Regions from separate parts of the Mus musculus genome. Here all the other regions are linked to region 1. Evidence: chromatin contacts called from public Hi-C and promoter capture Hi-C data. All regions are on one chromosome and are shown on one strand. Each heading gives the region's core, a stretch centred on a gene start, on an enhancer-like site or on the middle of the called end of the contact. The rest is flanking DNA. Distances are from core to core; before and after follow the strand shown. Region 1 holds the start of Rad21 (RAD21 cohesin complex component). Region 2 holds the start of Eif3e (eukaryotic translation initiation factor 3, subunit E). Region 3 holds the start of Ebag9 (estrogen receptor-binding fragment-associated gene 9). Region 4 holds the start of Eny2 (ENY2 transcription and export complex 2 subunit).

Region 1 (3,519 bases), core at 895-3,394:
TAACATCATAAGGTCTTCCTGACATTATTTTAAGAGCTCCACCCCAGCTCTATTTGCCCATTTGTCAATAATTTTTCTAGGCAGTTTTGCTGGATAAAAGAAACAATGAATACCAAACTGAAACAACACACCTGGAAAAAATACTGTCAATCTTATTTTATTAAATTTCTGTTATAAAAATGGTCACTGTCAAATATTTCCAGGGAGGTAACTGAAATGTTCTTGGTATTGAACTGTTAATATGATGAAGTTTTTGGACAAAAGTCTTAATGATCTATAAGGCTCTAATCCAGGTTCTGCCTCCCCCCCCCCTTCAGTTCTTTGTAACTCAAATCAACATATGCACTCTCCATCCTCTCTAGGCCCACTCCTGAACCCAGATGATTTTGATTTGGTGATTCACCCATATGCCTGGGCAGATCCTACACCCAGCCTTGACATGGCCTGTGAAATCCTGTTCTCAGAGTTGACTCAAATCTTTCCTTTCCCATGAGGTGGGTGTAACTATGAATTAAACTTAAATGTAACACACACACACACACACACACCCCGAGGGATTATTTTCACTCATTTAATTCATACATATTGTATTGTGTTGGTATTTGAAATACGGACTGTTATCCCTAACTTCTTTGCTTCTCTATGTCTGTGCCTGATTATATTTTACTACATATCTTATCCTTAAATGACATTTCTTATCAAAATCCAGATAAACAGCAAAATCATTATCAGTGTTTTATCAGTGTTTTAAACCCATTTCCTTCTGCTTAGTCCAAGACCTTAAGGCATTTTACTTGGGGAGTTTTCTTTATTAAACAAATGCTTTTTTTTTTTAAACAAATGCTTTATACCTTATTTTTTTCATTTACTGTAAAAGCTTTAAAGTTATGCCAAAACACATTGTGATATTCCCAAAAATCTTGTCAATCCTCTTACTCTAAGCTTCCTACTTACTCTAGTGTTTTTGACATATATAATCCTTTTTCAAGAGTTGATCAGTTCCGAGGAACAGCTCTGCAAAACTGTGTGCAGTTCTAAACCAAAATCTGCTACTGTATGTTTTATAATCCTCCTACCGTTTTCCTCTCTCAAATGTGTTGTGTGTTATCATGAGACAGACAAGCAGAACAGAACTGCTTTATAAAAAGGCTTTAGAGAATGACAGCAAGCAGTTTCTCGGTCAGTTATTAAGTCAAATCATAAAAGTCATTACTACGTAGCCAAAAAAAGGAAAGTGGATTATTTTCCAATGAATAGAGGTGAAATCTGTTAATTAAATCTGTCCTGTCAAAGGTTTGTTAAGCAAACTGCCTAAAGTTGACACACGCACCTTCAGCAGGTGTTTCCAAACTGTCAGTAGCTAACTCCCACAGTAAGAAATTTACTGATGAACCATAAGCAAGCATCTGCTTCAAAGAATCAAATGTTGTTTTGTTGGTTTTTGTTATTGTTGTTTTGGTTTGAGATAGGGCTCCTCTGTGTAGTATTGGCTGTCCTGGACCTTGTGACCAAGCTGGTCTTGAACTCACAGAGATGCACCTGCCTCTGCCTTCCGAGTGCTGAGGTTAAAGGCGTGTACCACCACCGCCAGAGAATCAAATGTTGTTAAAGGGAACTTTCAAGAACATATATGAGACTCCATGAATGGGAGACCAAAGTTAGTTTAGGAACTGCGTGTAAAAGGAATCTACTCTCAAAAAATTTCTCCCAGGGCCTCGGTAGCATGCTTTTTGCTGCAAACCTAATATAAGCACAGGTTGGCCGAACCAATTAGGCCTTACTTTTCCAGCAGCTAGCTTAAGATTTTTGTTTCCTTCGTCGCTGTACAAGGTCATTAAAATAATTTTTATTTTTGCCGGGCGCAAAGAAAACTGGCCAACAGCAAAGACCTGCTTTAACTCGAGTTCAAGTTAAACCCCAATTAGTTACACGGTGTTGCGCAGGCGCTGCATTTGCCAACTCTGACGCTCCGCAAACCTCTTCAAGGAACCCTTTGCGCCTGCTCCGTGGCCAATAGGTGGCTGGTCCAGAGACAAGGAAGTGGTCAGCGCGCCTGCGCCGCCCCTTCTGTGGGTGGGGGGCGGCTCCGGCGGGTTGCGCAGGCGCACACGTACCTTTTTGACCGTAAACATCCTGCCGATTTGAACCGAGGATTTGGGCGGCCGGAAGAGCCGCGCCGTAACGGCCGCCATCTTGTTTGTTTGAGTGAATCGGAAAAGGAGGCGGCGGCCGTGGCGGTGGCGGGAGCAGCTCCGAGGCTACACCGCACAAGGGCTCCCCCTCTCCCCGCCCCCTCCCCTGACCCTTCCCCCCCTCCCCGGGCCACCCACCCCTCCCGGCTCCCCGCCGAGATCCAGGTAAGCGATCGGGCCGACCCCTCCTCGGGCTCTGGCTCCCTCCCCGGTGCTCTGCCCCGCCGGGTTGCTCCCGGGGCGCGGGCTCCGCGGCCCGCAGTTGCGGTGCGAGGCGGCCGGCGTTGCGGCCCCCGAGTGCTGCCAGCTCCCGGGCAGCGCCCGGCGACCCCGCGCTCTCCGGGCCCCCTACGTCCCGGGGCCGCCCTCGCCTGGGGGGGTTCCTCGCTGCCCCGGGGCCGTGCACCGCGCCTGCTGACTTCCTAATGGTTCCGCCGCAGTCCAGGGCCCACAAAAGCGACCCTCGGCCGCGCGGAGGTGGGACAGCGGGATCCCGGGGCTGACGGGGAGAGAAGGGGAGGTTTGAACGAGCCCGCTCTCGGAGCTGGCCGCCCCCTCGGGGGGGAAGATGGCTGTCTGCAAAGACGCGGGACTCAGGGCGGGAGCCGTCAGGGAGACTCCTGGGCGGGCGGGCGCGGTGCATCGGGTGTGGAGTCCGGGGTCCGGGTCGCGCCAGGCGTGTGCTGGCCGCAGGGATCGTGGACTCACTCGCCTGTTCTTCTGTCTCCCTCAACCGGATTTCTCTATAATGTATATATTTGTGTGTTGGGCATCTCAGAAATTGGACCGGCTGTTTTAAAACACGATCGAATAACATTGCTTCCAAGAACATGAGTGTAGCTGGTATTCCCCTTAACTTTTCTAAACTTTTTTTTTTTTTTTAATTTCTTTAATGGCTAAGGATCGAGTGTTGTAGAGACGTTCCGAGGCTGGGTGCCTTTTTCGTGGCACAGAAAGGCTTTGAGTAGGCTCTGCCAGGATAGTGTAAGGTGACACTGTCGAGGTGTTCAACTAGACCAAGCGGCCTTCTTCAAATTTAAGAGGGAAACGCTGTGGACGTTTTCTTCGTGCTCTCTGATTTGTTAAGCTGTCTTCAGCGTTCCAAAACGCGTTGGTGTTTGAATGGCTTATGGAAGTGGCTTCTGTACTTCGGCTTCTCTTTACAAAGGAAAGTTAATATTTGCTCTCCTTAAACTGTATTGGAAGAGCTTCGGCGTCGTCCCGTCCCGTGCCCACCACCCCCACCAAGGGTGCAAAATCCTATTAAAAATCAAATGCCAGTGAACTGAAAGGCTGCAGGGTTTTGGAACAGACTGAAGTCGCTTTC
Region 2 (3,457 bases), core at 761-3,260, 8.7 Mb after region 1:
GTGTTCAGCTAAGTTTCCAAGTTCGTTTCCTCAGGTTACTCATTCATTTTCCTGTCTATGAGTCTCTCTGGTATGCAAGTGGTTCCTGGACCACCTTCAGTGCTCTCTTCTCTGTCTATTTTAAGATGTATCATACCCAGTCAGCCAAGCATTCTCTATCTGCAGTATTCCATTGGTAGTCTATTGGGCATCAGCCTGACTGATACTCTCTGTTCTGCTCATATTTCAATCGGCTGCTCACAATACTCTAATCTTCCCTTAGTTGTTTAGATCAGTATTACACCTAGTACTACCAGCATACAAACCCCATTCTTTTCACACTGCCTGCATCCTATATCTACTAGAAGATCTACTAGAATATCTTTCTTGTAAATATCTTCAAAGCATGTTTATATATGTTGCTGTGATCTTTCTCCTTTTGCCTTTTATGTTCACTATGAGTAGATTTTTTCATCCACAACTAATTGAAAGAGTCCATGTAAAGGTCATCAATAGGATAGGATGTGCCAGGAAGAAATGACCAGAGTCAAATATTAACAGGAGAAAATTGTTGTGGATAATTTAAGTAAATGTAAATAAATAAATGGCTGTGAACAATTTAAATACAAATGTAGGCTTTATTTATTGCCATGAGCTATCAGAGCTGTTTTACTTAACTAAATGCTTCTTGGATCCTCTGGTGCTTCCCTCCTTCATCCAGGTTATATTAGTTAGGGTTTTCTAGAGAGAGACTGGTTGAATGCGTGTTATGGTTTGTATACGCTCAGCCCAGGGAGTAGCACTATTAGAATCTGTGGCCCTGTTGGAGTAGGTATGTCAGTGTTAGTGTGAGCTTTAAGACCCTCATCTTAGCTGACAAGAAGCCAGTATTCTGCTAGCAGTCTTCAGATGAAGAGGTAGAACTTTCAGATCCTCCTGAACCAAACCTGCCTGGGTGCTGCCATGTTCCTGCCTTGATGATAATAGACTGAAACTCAGAACCTGTAAGCCAACCCCAATTCAATGTCCTTAATAAGAGCTGCCTTGGTCATGGTGTCTGTTTACAACAGTAAAACCCTAAGATGTGTGTGTGTGTGTGTGTCTGTGTGTGTGTGTGTGTGTGTGTAAATTGGATTTATTTGAATGGATTACAGGTTATAGTCTATTCCAAAAATGTCTGTCTCCCAATGAAAAGTCTAAGAATATAGTAGCTGTTCAATTAAGGCTGGATGTCCTAGGTGATCTTCAGTATAAGCTGGAATCCAGGAGAACTAGGTTTTAATGTCAGCGAAAGAATGAACTTGCCAGGGAGAACAAGGGCAAGCTAGCAAAGGGCTTAATCTTCTTTTTCTATACTTAGCCTGCCTAAAGGTCCAGATTAAAGGTGGATCTTCTCATCTTAGTGATATGGATTTAAGATAGGTCTTATCTTAAATAGCTTAATTAAGAAAAATCTCTCACAGATGTACCTAACTGCTTGTGATTTTGTTAGATTCCAAATGTAGTCAAGTTGACCACCATAAATAGCCATCACATATATTTCAGTGATCTAGTTTCTAGGCTTGATCATACTTGCCCCCATTTGTGTAAGGTGAATTACCTAGATTTAACCTCCCTCACCTCTCTTTCAAACACTCTTTCAGCTTAATTTTATGCATGGTTTTCAGTTCCATTAGTAAGTTACCCAGAGTTAATAGTGTATTGCTTTAGTACTGATCTTTGAGACCTAGTTGTAGTTTCAAATATGTACTCTTTCCACGTAGATGTCAGGCAGGCTATACTTCGTCTACTTATGTGTAAAACTAAACTCTTGGGTTCTTTCCTCCTTAAAACTAGCTTTTCTTTATTGGTACAAGAAGCGACAGAACTTCCAAACAAGAGAAATTATGTGCAAAGTTTGAGCCCCACCCAGAAGGCGTGGGGAGGGAGGGAGAGGCCACCACGCGCAACTGCTGCCGTTGTCATCAGCACGCTTGGGCGGGGCCACTACTGCACATGCGCAGTGCGGGGCCTGTCCGCCTCTCGGAGCTGTCAATAAAGTTTTAGCGAACAAGCGCTCCTTTCCCCCGGCAAGATGGCGGAGTACGACCTGACTACTCGCATCGCGCATTTTCTGGATCGGCACCTGGTCTTTCCGCTTCTTGAGTTTCTCTCTGTGAAAGAGGTGAGGAAGCTTTGAGAAGGAGGACGGCGTAGGGACGAGAGAGGCGCCTGGAGACGCGGGGAGGCGGCGGCAGGGCCTACACACGTGCGAGCCGGAAGCCGGCTTGGGCCGCCCTGACAGACACGGGCTGGGCCCTGGGACAGCAGCTTCCCGCGTATCGTAGCGCTGTCGGGGTGCTCGGGGCGGTGGGACTCGGCTGTGCGTCCGGAGGGGTGAGGTGACAGCGCGGGGTTCTGGCGACGCCGGGGTCTTTGCTTCCTGGCCCGAGGCTCAGGATCCTGCGGGCGGCCATGTCTGTTTTTGCCTGAAGCTGCGTTGGCTGAGCGAGTGCTTTGGGCTCGCCACGGATGCTATTGGAAATTTCAGTTTTCTTTTTAGAAATTGAGTCTATGGCCTTGGATTTGGGTTGTGTTCAGAATCCCATTACAAGATTCTCTTACATTTCAGGCATTCTAATTTCCTTGAAGTTGTGGATACTTTGCTGTGAATTTCCTGGTCATCGATAGATATTTATTTCATAGGAATGTAGCGTACTTTGTCAGATGAGAGTGAGGACCAAGAATAACCCACAAGCTGCAATGTAAACTTTGTTTTTAGTGTTGATGTTCAGACTTAACGAAGTATGATTCAGTCATAAATGTTCAATGAGATGTCCTAAGTATGTAGTTTGGGGACTTAATACGTTTCAGTCCTGAATTTAGGAGTTTGTTTGGGGGTACTGAGAAGAAGTATTGGATTAGAACTATTATGGCTAACTATATATTGGCTTTATGGAGAAATTGATGCATTTTACTAATTACAGTAAGTAAAGTGTAAGGCTAGAATTTTGTCTAGCAGAGTTAGTAAGTTGTGCTTTCTGGACACAGATTATAACAGGGAACTGCAGATTCAGGGGCAGGTATTTTGTGTTCACTGGCAGTTTTCTAAAAAGTCTAGTAAAACTGTTTTGATGACATATATACGCTTCCAGATAGCTACGGTTTATATGACAGGTATAGTATTTATATTCATAGGAAGTTTTCTAAACAAGTGTATTGTCAGCAGGGAACAGCAAAATTAATTTTCAATAAATGCTGAAGAATGTCTTGACAGGTGGGTCATGAGCTTGATGGATATATTCTTTTTGCATTGAATTTTGTAGTCTGCACACTAGAGAGAAAAAGTTCTGACTGTCTTTTGTTTCATTTTCTGAGTATATGATATATATATATATAGATAGACAGATACAGATATAGATATATACATATTGAAGTCTCTCACCTTGCTAGTGTAGCAGAGATATTTTAGATCTGCCTGAACTTAATATTTTTGTGT
Region 3 (3,155 bases), core at 96-2,595, 7.4 Mb after region 1:
GCAGTGGCTGGAGGAGGGGAATCCTAAGGCCCTGATTCTGTTTCAAACGATTTCAATTTTATACATATCACTACAGTCTGATTTCTAAAACACCTATAGATTCTCAATTAGGAAAACACTTACTTGGAGCTACTTTGCAATTTGGGTGTTTTAAAATGCTTTCTAGAACTGGACAATATTGAAATAACCTACCAAAATACTCAAATTTTAAAAACGAAAATGACTAAGAAAATGCAGAAACTTTATGCCAGAGAAATAATTTTGAAGAAATGGCATTTCCAATTAAACAATAGGAAGAAGAGCTCTGTTGTGACAACTAAGAAAGATTTCCCTATAAGGGAGGAAGGCATAAAGAAAAAGAATCCTGCATGACGTGGTCAATCTGTCCTTGTGCTCAATTTCTTCAGATCCTGGAGTATACATCAATTAAACTATAATTCATTAAGCCAAGCCAGGTGATACTCATTAAACGAGTCATCAAATGCTGTCCTAATCCTGCATTTCTAAGTCTATACAATTACTTGAAAGTCCCACGACCTACGAAAGCACAGAATATACTCAAATTAGGTCTGTGACTCGCTAAAGTTAAATATCATAAAGCTCCCAAATAAAAATCTACCTGAACTCAAACATGACAAGGAAGGGTCAACACCGGAGGCATGTAAGCAAAAGCAGAAGTGCAGTTTTGGAAAGCTGGTGGTAAAAACCGAACATTCTGTACCATCAGGCCTTCGAATTTGACACCCCGGGGACTGTTAGTTAACCAAGGTGGGTTAAGATCTTCTGAATGACTCAACGGTGAGTCTCATAACTAAAATAATTTTCACTTTCAGATTACCCACCTAGAACTTGCTGGCGGAAAAAAAAAAAATCATACCCACTGCACAGATGAGCAAAACAACACACACGCGAGCTTTCTGGTTACGCAATCCCACGCCCGGTGGCGGGCGGCATGTGAGGCGTTCTAAACTGCTGAAGGTGGGAGCCGGGTGGGATGGGGTTTGGATGTTGGGCAGATCGGCCCCGAGAGGTGCGAGGCCCGTAGAGGAGGGCAGGAAGGCGGCACATTGCCCTTGGGAAAGACTGAACGTGGGGTTTTTCCGGGTCGGCAGCTCCCAGGCGGGACGCCCGTGCGGGACCGCAGCATAGCGAGGGGACAGGGACGAGCCGGTTCCAAGCCACGCTCGGCTCTCCCCACAGGTCACCCTGACCCGGAAACAGTACCCCAGAGTGGTGGCTCGGCGAGTGGGAGGTCGAGGTAGAGGGCCGAAGAGAAAGGCGGGAGGGCAGGAAGTACGGGGCGACCCAGAGGGTGACCGGGAAGCGCGGCCACCAGCCGCAGGCCGGACCGGGTCAGGAGGCGGGTGGGTAGAGAAAAAGCCCCTCGCGGGCGCGCGCAGGCCGCACACACTCACCTGCCCCTCCCCCTCCCCGCCCGCCCGGCGGAGGCTCCGAGCTGCCGCGGGCCACGCGCGCTCACGAGGCGCGCGCGCGCACAGCCGCTGTCTGCCTCGAGCTCGCGCTCCGCCAGCTCAGTCCCAGCTCCGCTCATTCAAAGCCGGGCGCGCGCTCCGTCGCAGCCGCCGTGGCCGCCGCGCAGCCGCCATGGCCGCCCCTTCTCCAAAAACCCGCCCGGACCCCGCCCTAGCTCCGCCCTGGCCCCGCCCGTTTCCCCGCCCAGACCCTGTCTCCAGGCTCTGGCTTCCGCACTCTGCCTCTCGTACTTCTGGCCCAATAGAGGATAGATACGTCATTGACGTGCAAGTCGCAAGCCAATGAGTGCATAGGGGCGTGGTTAGTCGGGACAGTGCAACTGCTTTGGCCTTTTGTTAATAGTAGTGTGTTGGGTTTTTTTTTGTCCTGGAGCAACTGGGCTCCTGCCAAGTTGTTTTCCTTTCCTCCTTTGTAGATTAGTGTCTCGCCTGTGACCAAGTCTCCTGTTCCATCCTTAAACCTGTCTGCTAGATGGGGCCAAGGCGAAACTGCATCTAGATTGTGAAACATTGGCGAAGCCTCTCTGTCTCAAAATGATTTGGGTGTGACTAGGACAGACCCCAATTACTGCTGGACCTGAGACGTTTACACGTCTCTTTCAGAATTTATCTGGCTCTGTTTAAATCTTAGTCCAGTTTTTAACTGAAAGTAAGGCGGGTGATTCTTCTAGGTCCCTCCTTATATCCTGCATCAGGGGCTAGCCTTTTTACCCAGCTCTTGTCTTTTTGGGGTTCTCTCTTGCAATCGGATATTTTTCTGCTGTTTGATTGACTTTTGGTTTTTATTTTTTATTGTACATGTTACTTTGTTCCATAAAAATGCTTTCATTTAAGGAAACATTGTAACTTGAACAGATACAACCTCCTACCCCCTTTTTTTCCTCCCACCGCTGATAGATCCTTGTTCTTCTAGACAGTTTCACTTCTACGTTTATACATACATATGTATGTATGTATGTACACAAGCATATTCTTTTCATGTTTTCTTTTCTTTTTCTATCTTGTGTGCTTGTAAAAATCCGAGTTTATTGTTCTGTTGGACTAAGAATTCTTAAGAAGCTACTATTAGGAAGTGGCTGGCAAGGGAGTGTGTGTGTGTGTGTGTGTGTGTACATATATTTGTGTTTATGATATATCGAAAAGTTGAAAGCAGTTTTTTCAAATTCTTCCTCAACTAGCCTTTCCTTCCTATTCCTTTTTAAAGATTCAGCTGCCTTTGTTCTCTCACCATGATTCGTCTATCCATGTAACCTGAAATATTCTACCCCCCACCCTCTTCACTGCAATCTGCTCCATATTTTTATTACTATTTATTGTGCTTTATTTTCTTTGAGAAAGGTTCTTGCAATCCTGAAACTTAAGCCCCTCCTGCCTCAGCTTCTACAGCATTCTGAGATTACTGGTGTGTACCACTAATCCAAGACAGCAGTTTAGTATGCTTACCCTAACAATGAGGAAAAAGTAAATTTAGGATTCTTTCTCTGGTTCTAGGTAAACATGAATTAATTTAATCTGGTCTCCTCTTAAGTGCATTTAATACTTGCAATGCTTTCAGTGCAGTCAGGCACATATCAAGCAATCATAGATAATAGCCACTCAACTATCATAAAGCTGCAACATTTTTAGTAACTACACAGCCACACATCAAATAAATAAATGAAT
Region 4 (3,019 bases), core at 38-2,537, 7.6 Mb after region 1:
ATCCCAATTCCCTTCCCTCATAAGCTCTTTATTGTTTATTTTCTTTGTCTTTTTAAAAAGGGAATAACTACTATTATAATACCATTAAGCACTTATGTACCTAAAACTGAGAATATTTAACCCCCAAATTTGCTCTAATGACACAATTCCATTTTACAGATGAGAACACTGAGGCACAGAGACAGAATGTGAAGTCAGGTACTTGGAGTCCCACCTTATTTAATTGTACACTAATATCTGACTGGCGTTCATTTCTGCATCTTAACTGCATTCAATTTCTGGGTAAGCCATAGCATGCACACTAATAAAAGATACGACTATGAAAAATGAAATAAGACTATGTGCTTGCTTTACCCAATAAACTTCACGGAGAATTACAACTGCTACCCTAGCTTTGGATTTCATATCCTTATTTCTGAAGGGTAAGTAAGAAAACGAATTTCAAACTAGTCTTTGAGAAATTCTTCATTTTCAATAAAAAACAGACAACCAATGCCAAAATAGGTGTAGGGGAAAAAAAAAAAAAGCAAGGTTAACTTTTGAGCGCATTTTTGCCATTTAAAAGTCAGGTTTAAGTTAATGTTTTCCTACTTAGTGTGAATCTTCTTTTGTAATTCTCCGTCTTGTCTGTATGGAAATTCAGACTACAAAGAATTTTCAGAGTTGGGCTGCGCAAGAAGCAGGTGAACAGAGGGTTAATAACTAGGCAACGCTTTACTTCTGTAGTTGGGGCTTAACATTTCCAAATTAACTGCAAAAGTTTAGACAGTGTCATAGCAAGAACAGCAAAACTTCGTCTCGTCTTGGCCCCTAAAATCACGGATAGTGACCTTGGGCAAGTCACTTAATGCCTAAAGGCCTCAGTTTTCTCACTGGTAAAACCAGGGCGCTAGGGACTCCCTCCCGGTTCTGACATTCTTTAGGAAAATGCAACACGGCGCAGACAGCTGGAGAGGCGGGAGGGGAGGAGCCAGAAAACAAAGCGGGGACTGGCTCCCGGCCAACTCCAGCAGCACGCCCTGTCGGAGAGCCCTACAGGCCCGCGAGCGAGCGAGCGAGCGAGCGCGGGTCGGGGAAGCTAACGAAAGACAGCACATCGAAAGGAGCCTGGGCTGGGCCCGGGTCCCGGCCCTGAGGACCACGGGCATAGCTCACCACCATCACCGCGGGCGAGGGCCGTCCCTTCCCAGCGACGAAATGACCCTTGCGCTGACGACCGTTACCTACCACACTCTTCGGCTGCCCGGACTTAGACCCTCAGTAGCTCGGGCACCTAAGCACACAGAAAGCTAGACCACGCATTTCCGGGGCGGGATCTGGCCACCCTGCCTATAATGTGAGAATTCAACTAGCGCGGGCCGCCTTCTGGTCGCTCGGCCCTCTGGGTAAGGAAGTCCAGAGTCTGTTAGCTGACGTGGGTTCAGGGATCAAAAAACTACATTTCCCAGCATTGCAACAGAACCAAATTTCTCATGGACACTACACTTCCCAGAAGAGACGTGGCGCCGCAGAGTCGTCTGGGATGGGAACCACGCCGTTTCCCAGCCTCAGTTCCAGGAGTGAAGCGCGGACCTTTCAACAAGAGCTTTATTGATTCTCTTGCTGGGATCGGGGGAACGCGATGGAGGCGGCCAATTGCTCTCTGCGGGTGAAAAGACCTCTGCTGGATCCCCGCTTCGAGGGCTACAAGCTGTCTCTCGAACCGCTGCCCTGCTACCAGCTGGAGCTTGATGCAGGTGGGATCGGCGGCACCCTCTCGCACCCGGTTCCTTCTTGTTGAGGCTGCCATTGGCGCAACCCTCTGTCACTCCGGCTAGCCAGCCACCTCCTGCCGGTCTGCACCTAGAGCGGCCGTCCACGCGGGGACCCGAGGATGCCCCCTTTCCTTCCGCGCCTTAGCCGCGGCACTGTGGGCTGGCCTAGGCGTCCGCAGCTCAGGCTCGGATGTTCTCCGCCCATACATCTCTGGCTCCTGCTCTGAAGGTTCAAGTTGTCCTTCCTTCCCAAACCTTACCTTTAGTAAACGTGTTCGCTGAGAAGCCACACCTCCTTGGAAAGTCCCCAACTCCCTTTTTCCTTCTGACGCAGAATCATTTCTTGGGAGAGAAAAATTTCCACATTCAGTTAGCAGTTTCAAATACTCGGGTCCTGGATCATGCTACAATTTATTGAGGGCAAGTGATTTAGTGCGCTTACTGTTGCTTGCTGCTACTACTTATTTATCTGTAACTTCCTAGAGGCTATTCTCCTTTTTACAACCATAGGAATTGTAGTTTTGTTAGGGAAAGTGTCCAGGGATTTGTGTTTTTAAATACATGTCTCTGCAGATTCTTATTTTGATACAAGTTTTCCATAGGTTGTACTTTGAGAAATAGTGATCTAGAGGTGTTAGTCGACGTTTGAGTATCAAGCGTTACTTATGTATGTATCTATGTATCTTTTCTCTAGATTGTATCTAGATTGTAGGGAGTCTATTCTTGACTGTCCTGGCACTTGCTTTGTAGCCCAGGCTGGCCCAGAACTCACAGATAACCAGCTGCCTCTGTGCTGGGATTAAAGACATAAACAAGTAGACCAACAAATGCTTGGGTTTTTTGTTTGTTTGTTTGTTTGTTTGTTTTTAAAGTTTCTTAAGTGTAAAAGTAATTGTTGTGGGCCTGTTTTGTGATTCATCGAGATGATTACGTGATTGGTATAATCATGAGTACCTAATAAATCATAATCCATTCACTAATAAACATCTAATTACAGTATGGGCAAGTAGTGAGAGGAACGTGAGCAAATGTAATGGTCTAACTGAGTATGTTTTCTCAACTTGTTTGGAGACCTGGGAAAACTTCCGGTAGGAGTTGATGAGGGACTTGAGTTGTGAAGGAAAACAGGTAGCTGTTGGCTGGTATAAGAGGAGAGGTGCTTCCTTCTTTTTGTTCTTTCTCTTGGACGTTTTTTGTTGCTTTTCTTTCTGTGTCAATAAATGATCCGGCCATGTTTAGTTAGCCAATTGATTGGAAACAAAATT

Evidence for each region. Promoter capture Hi-C pulls out the DNA fragments that hold promoters and counts their contacts. Hi-C and Micro-C count contacts between places; a contact is called where the count stands out from the background.
Region 2: a promoter capture Hi-C map of pre-B cells shows a contact between it and region 1. The contact joins the promoter of Eif3e here to the promoter of Rad21 in region 1. A contact is called at or near these places in 1 of 39 promoter capture datasets (pre-B cells) and 1 of 484 Hi-C or Micro-C datasets (CD4 T cells).
Region 3: a Hi-C map of CD8 T cells shows a contact between it and region 1, with 9 times the contacts expected there. The contact joins the promoter of Ebag9 here to the promoter of Rad21 in region 1. A contact is called at or near these places in 1 of 39 promoter capture datasets (pre-B cells) and 3 of 484 Hi-C or Micro-C datasets (CD4 T cells and CD8 T cells).
Region 4: a promoter capture Hi-C map of pre-B cells shows a contact between it and region 1. The contact joins the promoter of Eny2 here to the promoter of Rad21 in region 1. A contact is called at or near these places in 1 of 39 promoter capture datasets (pre-B cells) and 2 of 484 Hi-C or Micro-C datasets (CD4 T cells and pre-B cells).

What each region holds. Positions count from the first base shown.
Region 1 is chr15:51,990,385-51,993,903 of GRCm38.p6, reverse strand. It overlaps Rad21 (RAD21 cohesin complex component), which reads left to right and starts at 2,144. Exons shown (of 14, transcript NM_009009.4): 1 at 2,144-2,357. Gm52217 reads right to left here and starts at 2,929. Exons shown (of 2, transcript XM_030248881.1): 1 at 2,115-2,929. The coding sequence starts at 2,835.
Region 2 is chr15:43,281,289-43,284,745 of GRCm38.p6, reverse strand. Eif3e (eukaryotic translation initiation factor 3, subunit E) reads left to right here and starts at 2,010. Exons shown (of 13, transcript NM_008388.2): 1 at 2,010-2,143. The coding sequence starts at 2,054.
Region 3 is chr15:44,617,630-44,620,784 of GRCm38.p6, reverse strand. It overlaps Ebag9 (estrogen receptor-binding fragment-associated gene 9), which reads right to left and starts at 1,345. Exons shown (of 7, transcript NM_001357691.1): 1 at 878-1,345.
Region 4 is chr15:44,426,379-44,429,397 of GRCm38.p6, reverse strand. It overlaps Eny2 (ENY2 transcription and export complex 2 subunit), which reads right to left and starts at 1,287. Exons shown (of 5, transcript NM_175009.3): 1 at 1,156-1,287. The coding sequence starts at 1,161. Nudcd1 (NudC domain containing 1) reads left to right here and starts at 1,091. Exons shown (of 10, transcript NM_001113554.1): 1 at 1,091-1,736. The coding sequence starts at 1,622.